Linked DNA regions of Mus musculus: region 1 is linked to region 2. The links are chromatin contacts, called in public HiCAR-type maps. All regions are on one chromosome and are shown on one strand. The core of a region is the stretch at or near the end of the contact, and the rest is flanking DNA. Distances in the headings are between cores, read along the strand shown.

The links. HiCAR-type assays count read pairs that join an accessible place to other places.
Region 1: a contact with region 2 is called in a HiCAR-type map of kidney, with 4 times the contacts expected there. The contact joins two enhancer-like sites. A contact is called at or near these places in 2 of 115 datasets of contacts at active chromatin or transcription factors (embryonic stem cells and kidney).

The regions. Positions count from the first base shown.
Region 1 is chr5:50,032,852-50,036,551 of GRCm38.p6, reverse strand. The region is part of intron 1 of Adgra3 (adhesion G protein-coupled receptor A3); the gene reads left to right. It overlaps LOC115490186 (a long non-coding RNA gene), which reads left to right. Exons shown (of 2, transcript XR_003955916.1): 2 at 1-2,332. Among named protein-coding and RNA genes, the nearest start is that of Adgra3, 24 kb to the left of the region's middle. Within about 2 kb of position 2,136, at least 64 of the 459 cell types and tissues checked have an H3K27ac peak or open chromatin away from gene starts, as enhancers often do. A contact at or near this core is called in kidney, where this site is marked.
Region 2 is chr5:49,327,207-49,330,500 of GRCm38.p6, reverse strand. The region is part of intron 1 of Kcnip4 (Kv channel interacting protein 4); the gene reads left to right. Among named protein-coding and RNA genes, the nearest start is that of Kcnip4, 200 kb to the left of the region's middle. Within about 2 kb of position 1,255, at least 11 of the 459 cell types and tissues checked have an H3K27ac peak or open chromatin away from gene starts, as enhancers often do. A contact at or near this core is called in kidney, where this site is marked.

The sequences.
Region 1 (3,700 bases), core at 887-3,386, 710 kb before region 2:
GTCTGTATTCTCTTTGGAGCAGTGATGCATCCTCCTCATAGCATGTGTGCATATTAGTCCTTGAGGTCTGCTCCTGTATCCGTTGTGTCTCTCCCAGAGCGGAGTAGTTTCTCAAATATATTCTGAGTTAATGAGTGATTGATACATCATCAAAATTTTCAGCTGAAAAATCAAATCTTTGAATCCTCAAGAACCTCAGTGTAGTCCCAGTAGAAAGCTTTCTGTTTGATTAAAATGCCAAATAAACTCACTTTTATTGTATTCATAAATATTAAGTGTCCAACATTCTCTGTGATGTACCGGCACCTTGAAGAATGGGCTTCCTTTTCTCAAGGAGCTAATGTGTTTGTAAGATATGATGGAGTGTTGTTTAATAAACAGTTTTTCATTTTTAGACATTGTTGAACGATATCTAGTATGGTGTTAAAAACCCTTCAGATTTTCTTAATCAACTAAATGCTATTTAGCTTTATGTAAACTCACTGTGTTTAATGTTAACGCTGAAAAATAGGTTATTTACTTTTTATTTATGAAACTGCTAAGTAAAGCATTGAAAGCAAATGAGGAAAAAAAAACAGGCTTTTATGTATTATTTCAAGGGTTGGGTCTTTGAGAAAGCTGACTGGGAACTTGGAAGGTTATTTAATGAGCCATTTGGAGAGTTAGGGTTTACTGTGTACCCGGGCATATTTTTGTTGTCTTTGTATGGTTATTAACGGCACCTTTTAATCTTAAGACTCTAATCATGTGTTCCATGCTGATGGTTTTGACTTGCTGTCTCATTTTATATAATTGTTCACTTTGTGGGAATCGAAGTTGGGTGCTGGTTACAGCTTTGAGAATGTAGCTAAGTTCTGCTGGATGAATTCTGTAGAAAAGATTTCTTGGATGAATAAATCTGAGATGTCCGACAAATTTAGGTGTCTTCTGTTCAGCACAATAGGGATTCCTGCGTGCATTTGCTAAGAGAGCTAATTAGCAGGCTGCTGCTTCGCATTGCTCTAATTCTGGGGATCTTGCTAGTGGTGGTGTTCCTACCCCTTTGGGTCTGTGTGTGTACCCCGCCATCCTTAGTTGTTACAGGGTACCACCCATCCTGCTGCCTGCACAAGATTACCCTAAAACTGGGCAAGACGCACAGGAACCTCAACAGTGTAACAGCTGGCGCAGGCTGGTTTAGCTGAGCAGTTGCGCCAGGCCTTGAGGAAGGCAGTGTGGTCAAGTATGCAGTTACCATTGGGTGGTGCTGAATGATAACTCCTGCTTGGCTAGCTGTGGTCTGGCTGTTGTGATTGGCTTGGATCTTATTAAGTAGTGCTAAAGGCCCACCTTAAGTACTTTCCCACACTTGGCTTCTATGTCCACTAAAAGCTTTCATTTTCTAAGTCCCTAGAATAATTTATAGATGAGATATTGAGTAACAGAGGTTAAGAACCTTATGCAGAATGCTGAAGCCAGATCTTGGTATTAATGTTTAAACGCAGGTAGTTTGTGTGCCAGAGTCTACCCTCTGTCGTGGTGTTACCTGCTTAGTAACTACTGAGACAAAGGCAGGGACTGGAATAGTGACCCCAAAACAACAGATTTGTTTGCCCAGTCAGTCATACGACCCACTTTGGTGATGGAGTGGCTCCCGGTAGCACAGTCATGCATAGAGCAAATGAATGCTTATTATGCTCAGGGACATCCTGTTGCTTCATATGGGGTCTGTACCTTAGCTTTGGTCCACAGGACACTCTTGTGATTAAAGTAAAAATTCTGTTAAGGATAAGATATTTGAAATTTTCTTTTTTCCCCCTATCTTTCTCTCTTACTTCTGTCCTGTTCAAGATCATGTTGAAAATTGTAGCAGAAACCCAAAGAGGGCTGAAAAATGAGAGAGCAGTTCCCCTGGCCCTGGAGCACTGGGGACTCAGGAGTAAAACCCGGCAGATGGATGGGATTGATGGTGAGACCCCACAGCAGAGGAACTTACAGCCCAGGAGAGAAAGTGCCAACTCACTAGAAAAATGACGTTCTGAACAGCGCTCTGGAAGAGTCCCAAGAACTGAAAATGTGGGGAGTGGCAGCAGAAGTGGGTAATGAGAGTGCCCAGCCAGCAACTGATGACCTTGAGACAGATGCTCTGTCTAGCTGGGCCCAGAGGAGGAGCTGCTGATATGAGGTTGCCGCAGCTGCAAAACCACTTTGCTTGTTCTCTGCCCATCATCTGCGGAGGCTCAACAGAGTAGGAGTTGGAAGCAGGAAGTTACTGAGTCCCTGCAGCCTGTGTAACTCCACTCTCTAAGGTTACAAGACTCCCCAAATTCGGCATAAAGGAGGTTGTGTCGTATGTGTCCATCCTTATTTTCATATATGCTAATGAGATCCTTTGCTGCCCCTCAGTATTGATCAGTCCATGAACAACCAGAAAGGGTCATTAGACTTTTGAGAAATCAACACTGTGAGCCGGCAAGGAGCCAGTGTTTTGGAAGCCTTGGTGAGATGTTAACGCAGGAGAATTCTAGTGGGTATTTCAGATCCGAAAGAATAACAGATCCATAGGGCAAGAATAGCGTGGGAAAGGGTGAGAAGGGAGCTCTGCGGAGTTAGCTGTGAGGCTGAGATGTGAAGGAGCCTGTCCCGGGTCAATGATTGGTCTGAAGGGCAGGAGGGAAGTGACTCAGGATTTAGGAAATTAGTGGTCTGGAAAATTGAGCGGAGGATTTATTTGCAAATTCAAAGCAGAAGGATTAAGATGGAGGTTGTGAAGCAGTATTAAGAACCGTGGAGGACGGCCTAAGAGATGAGTGTTAGCTAAGTCATAGAATCTCAGATGCTGCTGGGGCTAGAGAGAGATGACTTATTTCTCTTAAGAGCTGGCGACTCTAAACATGGAGGTTTCTTTCGCCACACCACAACGAGCCACGTCTTTAGAATCTCTGCCAATCCCCAGTCCTCTCAACCAGAATTCCAAGTCACTTAACCATTCCAGGTCTGCGTGAGATCATTTTAATACAATGCCTTTCCAGCTTCAACTTGAAAATAACTAGGTGAAGTTAAGAAGTAGATGGGTAGAAACTACTTAACATTGTAACTCAGGATACCTGCTTTCTTTTACTCACAATTTACTATTTTAACCAGAGTTTCCTTTTTTTGTTTGTTTTTTTTTTTTTTTTAAAGATGTGTCCAATATTTTATTGTGGCATATGCTGTGTGCTGCACAAGTTATTGAGTGTGCTTGTGTATATGCAGTGGTGTATAATTGTGTTCCAGAGGTCATTTTTCTCTACTCTGTGTGTGTGTTGTGCATACAAATTTGACAGTAGGGTATTTTAATAAAAACAAAATTTTAAAAGAATATCTTCAGTCATGAAATTATAGTTTAGATGGCTCTGAAGCATTTTTTAAAAACTTGTTTAGCTTCCTAATCTTGATTCTTCTCCTTCGTCCCTAACCCCCAATTGAGTTGCATTTTCCTAAGCTTCTTTTATAGGTGGATGAGAACTTAAGAGAGATGTGGCTTCAAAGTTTCCTGTGGCACTGGAGTGCAGTCCCCTACCCTCTGAAATGTTAAATTCTGACAGTGGCATCGCTTGTCCTCACTCACACTGACTGTCCTATCTTCTGTTATACAACCTTTAATTTCAGTGTTGCACTGTAGTGGAACCTTGGTGTGTAAGCACTAAGCCACAGTTAAAGATCCAGACTTAAAATTCAA
Region 2 (3,294 bases), core at 6-2,505:
AAAAACAATGTGATTTTAAAGTAGAAAGAAGTTACTGTGCTCTGAAATCTTTTGTGTCTTAAAACACTCTATCAGCATCTTATCTTTTTTTCCATATTTTATTGGTTATTTTATTTATTTACATTTCAAATGTTATCCTCCTTCCCTGTGGAGATGTCTTATCTTTTAAATGAATGGCATCTTGTCCTATATCATGAGAGAAGCATCCCACTTTTATTTGCTTTATATAACTTTATCTTTGGAGAACTGTCTATAACTTATTTGGGCCCATTTCTGTGTTTTACACCCCTGTGCCTTCTTTATTCAATTTTGCTCCCAGACCCATGAAAATGTCATAAATACAAGACAGCACTTGATATTCCTTTGCTGGTGGTGTTGGTTCTGGGAACCCACATTATACAATGCAAGAACCTACTTTCAGAAGCCAGACTTTCACACCTATACACAAACCTTGACATGCATGAGGGCACATACCAATTAAAGAGGTATAAAATGAAACATATTCTAAAACTGTTTCTTCACTTGTGACATAAAATTTTCTTTCTACTGTGAACTCATCCCTGAATTATAATACCTCAGCTCATTTTTAAAGCATAAAGCACACAATTTGGAAGACTAGTAACCTTCAGACTGTTGTATAAAGTGGTAAAAAATGTTATTTTCTTTTCTTTTTAGTTTTTAAACATTTATCAATTTAAGAGGTGGTTTTATTATTTTTACACAACAAATATCTACATCTGCTACTAGCTAGACCCTGCCCTGAAGTTTAAAAATATGATTCTAGCTTGTTGTGCAAAGGCATTGGGCTTAGAGCTAGCCCACTCTCTCTTTGGTTTTCTCATGGAGGCAGCTATTTAAGTGTTTCAGTATCTTAGCAGATATCATAGTCATGTTCAAGTAGAAATGTCTTCATAACCTCTCAGTTATATTTAAGATAATAGAAACGCATCAAACAAGCCATCTCTTTTTGGTTAAAAAGCAGACATACAAAGGTGGAGGTCACAGGTGCTAAGATGGAAGTATGACTAACCAAATCCCATCAGTTGCAAAGGAGAGAGCTATCTGAAATTAGTAGGAGGGCCACAGTGAAAGAGTAACATTCTGTCTTTTAAAAAATGTGCAAATGTTTATCTCATAATTGTTGGCTGAGGAGTTATGAAAAAAGGCTTGATGAAAACATCAGAAATTAGGCACTGTTTGATCTAACAGGGAGCACTATCCAATTCACCTTGAGCAGAGCTATGGAATGTTTGTGGTCAAAGTCAACCATTAACTTCATGTTGTTTGAAGTGGCATACTGTTTATGGATAGCAGTTGAGGTTGATGATTAACTAATTGATTTTTCCAATATTTGGCTCTCAAGGTAGTCCGGTAACAATGACAGCATATAATATTTCTTATAAAGGCAGAAAAACAAACAAACATATATCTGCTCCCAAATTATTTGTTCCAGGTATGGCACTAGTCATTTATAGCATGGTAAATAAAGCCACTCATTCCCTTTGGTGCCATATGGTAGGACTTAAGCGTGTTATCATATCTGACTCTAACAGAAACTCAGAAGATGTAATTAAGTCAAGAATCCTTAGAGGAAATGTGATCTTGACTTCTCTGAACATGCTTCTGTAATCACAGGATTCTGTAAAATGAAGGAAGGCACCGGGAATCTCAATGTCGGGGTAGAGTCTGGGAAAAACTCCATCCACCCTTATTAACTTTTAGTGACAAATAGCCTTGGTCTAAGAAACCCTGGAGTCTATGGGAATTTGAAAAGTCAAGGGCACAGGTTTCTCTGTAACCTGCAGAAGAATGTAGGCTTCCAGTGCTTTGATTTCATCCTAGTAAGACCCATGCTGGAGTGTGGTCTCCTGAGTGAAGAGGAAATAAATGTGGTATGCTCTAAGGTCCCACATTTGTCCTGATTTGTGATAGTAGTGATGGGGAATTAACAAGTAGTTTGAATGGTAGTTTCTGCTTATGAGTATGCTTCTGAAAGCAAGCCCTTAACATTGATCATTCTTTTATTTGGTTCATGGTTATGAAGTTTTCAATCCAAAGTCCTAGAGTTACAATTATCTTAGGTCTTTGTGAAGGTGGCACATTAGAACGGGAGTTGGTGGAAGGGTAAACTGCTTACATTTCCAGCCAGGATGCTGGAGAGACAGAATGGACTGTGTCCCCACAGTCCAGTTTGAGCACAAGCTCCTAATGATCTTAGACCTTCTGAAAGCCTCTACTTGTTAATGGTCCATGATACTTCTGAATCCCAACACCAGGGCAATAAAAGTTTGAATTTATGTCACCTTGGAAAACATTGACATACAAATTCTATGTATGTTTCTTTATGATTATAAATGTGTTTATATAATTTATAAATCTACGATGCTAAAATGAAAACATCTTATGTTCTTCTCTCTTTCATCATATGTGTATAATTTAGTCCTACTGGTTTGAAAAAACACTTAAGAGACAAGACTATATGTTATTTTATGGACTTTTCCATTTATTTCAAAGTTTTGAGGACTGATTGACAGGTATTTCCTATTATCTTTGCAATATATAAATATGTTTGGCTGGCCCTAACTCTCACTTATCCTAGTAATTGTATCTTGTCAGTGTTGCAAGCAATTGGAAATTGAGATACAGATTCACATTTAGAGAACTCAGAAGAGACCAAGAAAGATAAAGTAGTCCATCAATTTCCCAGAGTACAATGAGGAGTATAACTCTCATGTATATTGTGGGTTTCTTCTGCCTTCTGCTTTTCAACACAGGTCAGTGGTTGTTTTAGTTTCTGAGATTCCATGAGCCCTGCTTAGTTGATTCTTTGGGCCATGTTCCTATGGTGTCCTCAACTCCTCTGGTTCCTAAATCCTTCCTCCCTGTCTTCTGCAGGGTTCACTGGCTCAGCCTAGTGTTTGGCTGTGGGTCACTGCAAAGGCTCTTATGAGTTGCTGGATGAAATCACTCTAATGACAATTGGCCTACAAACTGATTTATGAGTAAAACAGGATATTACTTGAAACCATCTGATTTTTTCAGTCATGTTTGGTTCTATCCAGGGTCTCAGGACTATTTAGTTACTGGTTTGGGGCCATCTAAGTAGTGTCAGGCATCTGCTCCCTTCTGTGACATGGGCTTGAAGTTGGCCCTGTCATTGGTTGGCCATGGCCACAAGTCTGCACCACCATTGCCCCAGAACATTTGGCAGACAGGACAGATTGTAGATAGAAGGCTTTGTATCTGGGTTGGCATTCCTACATCACTGCTGAAAGTCTTGCCTGGCTATAGAAG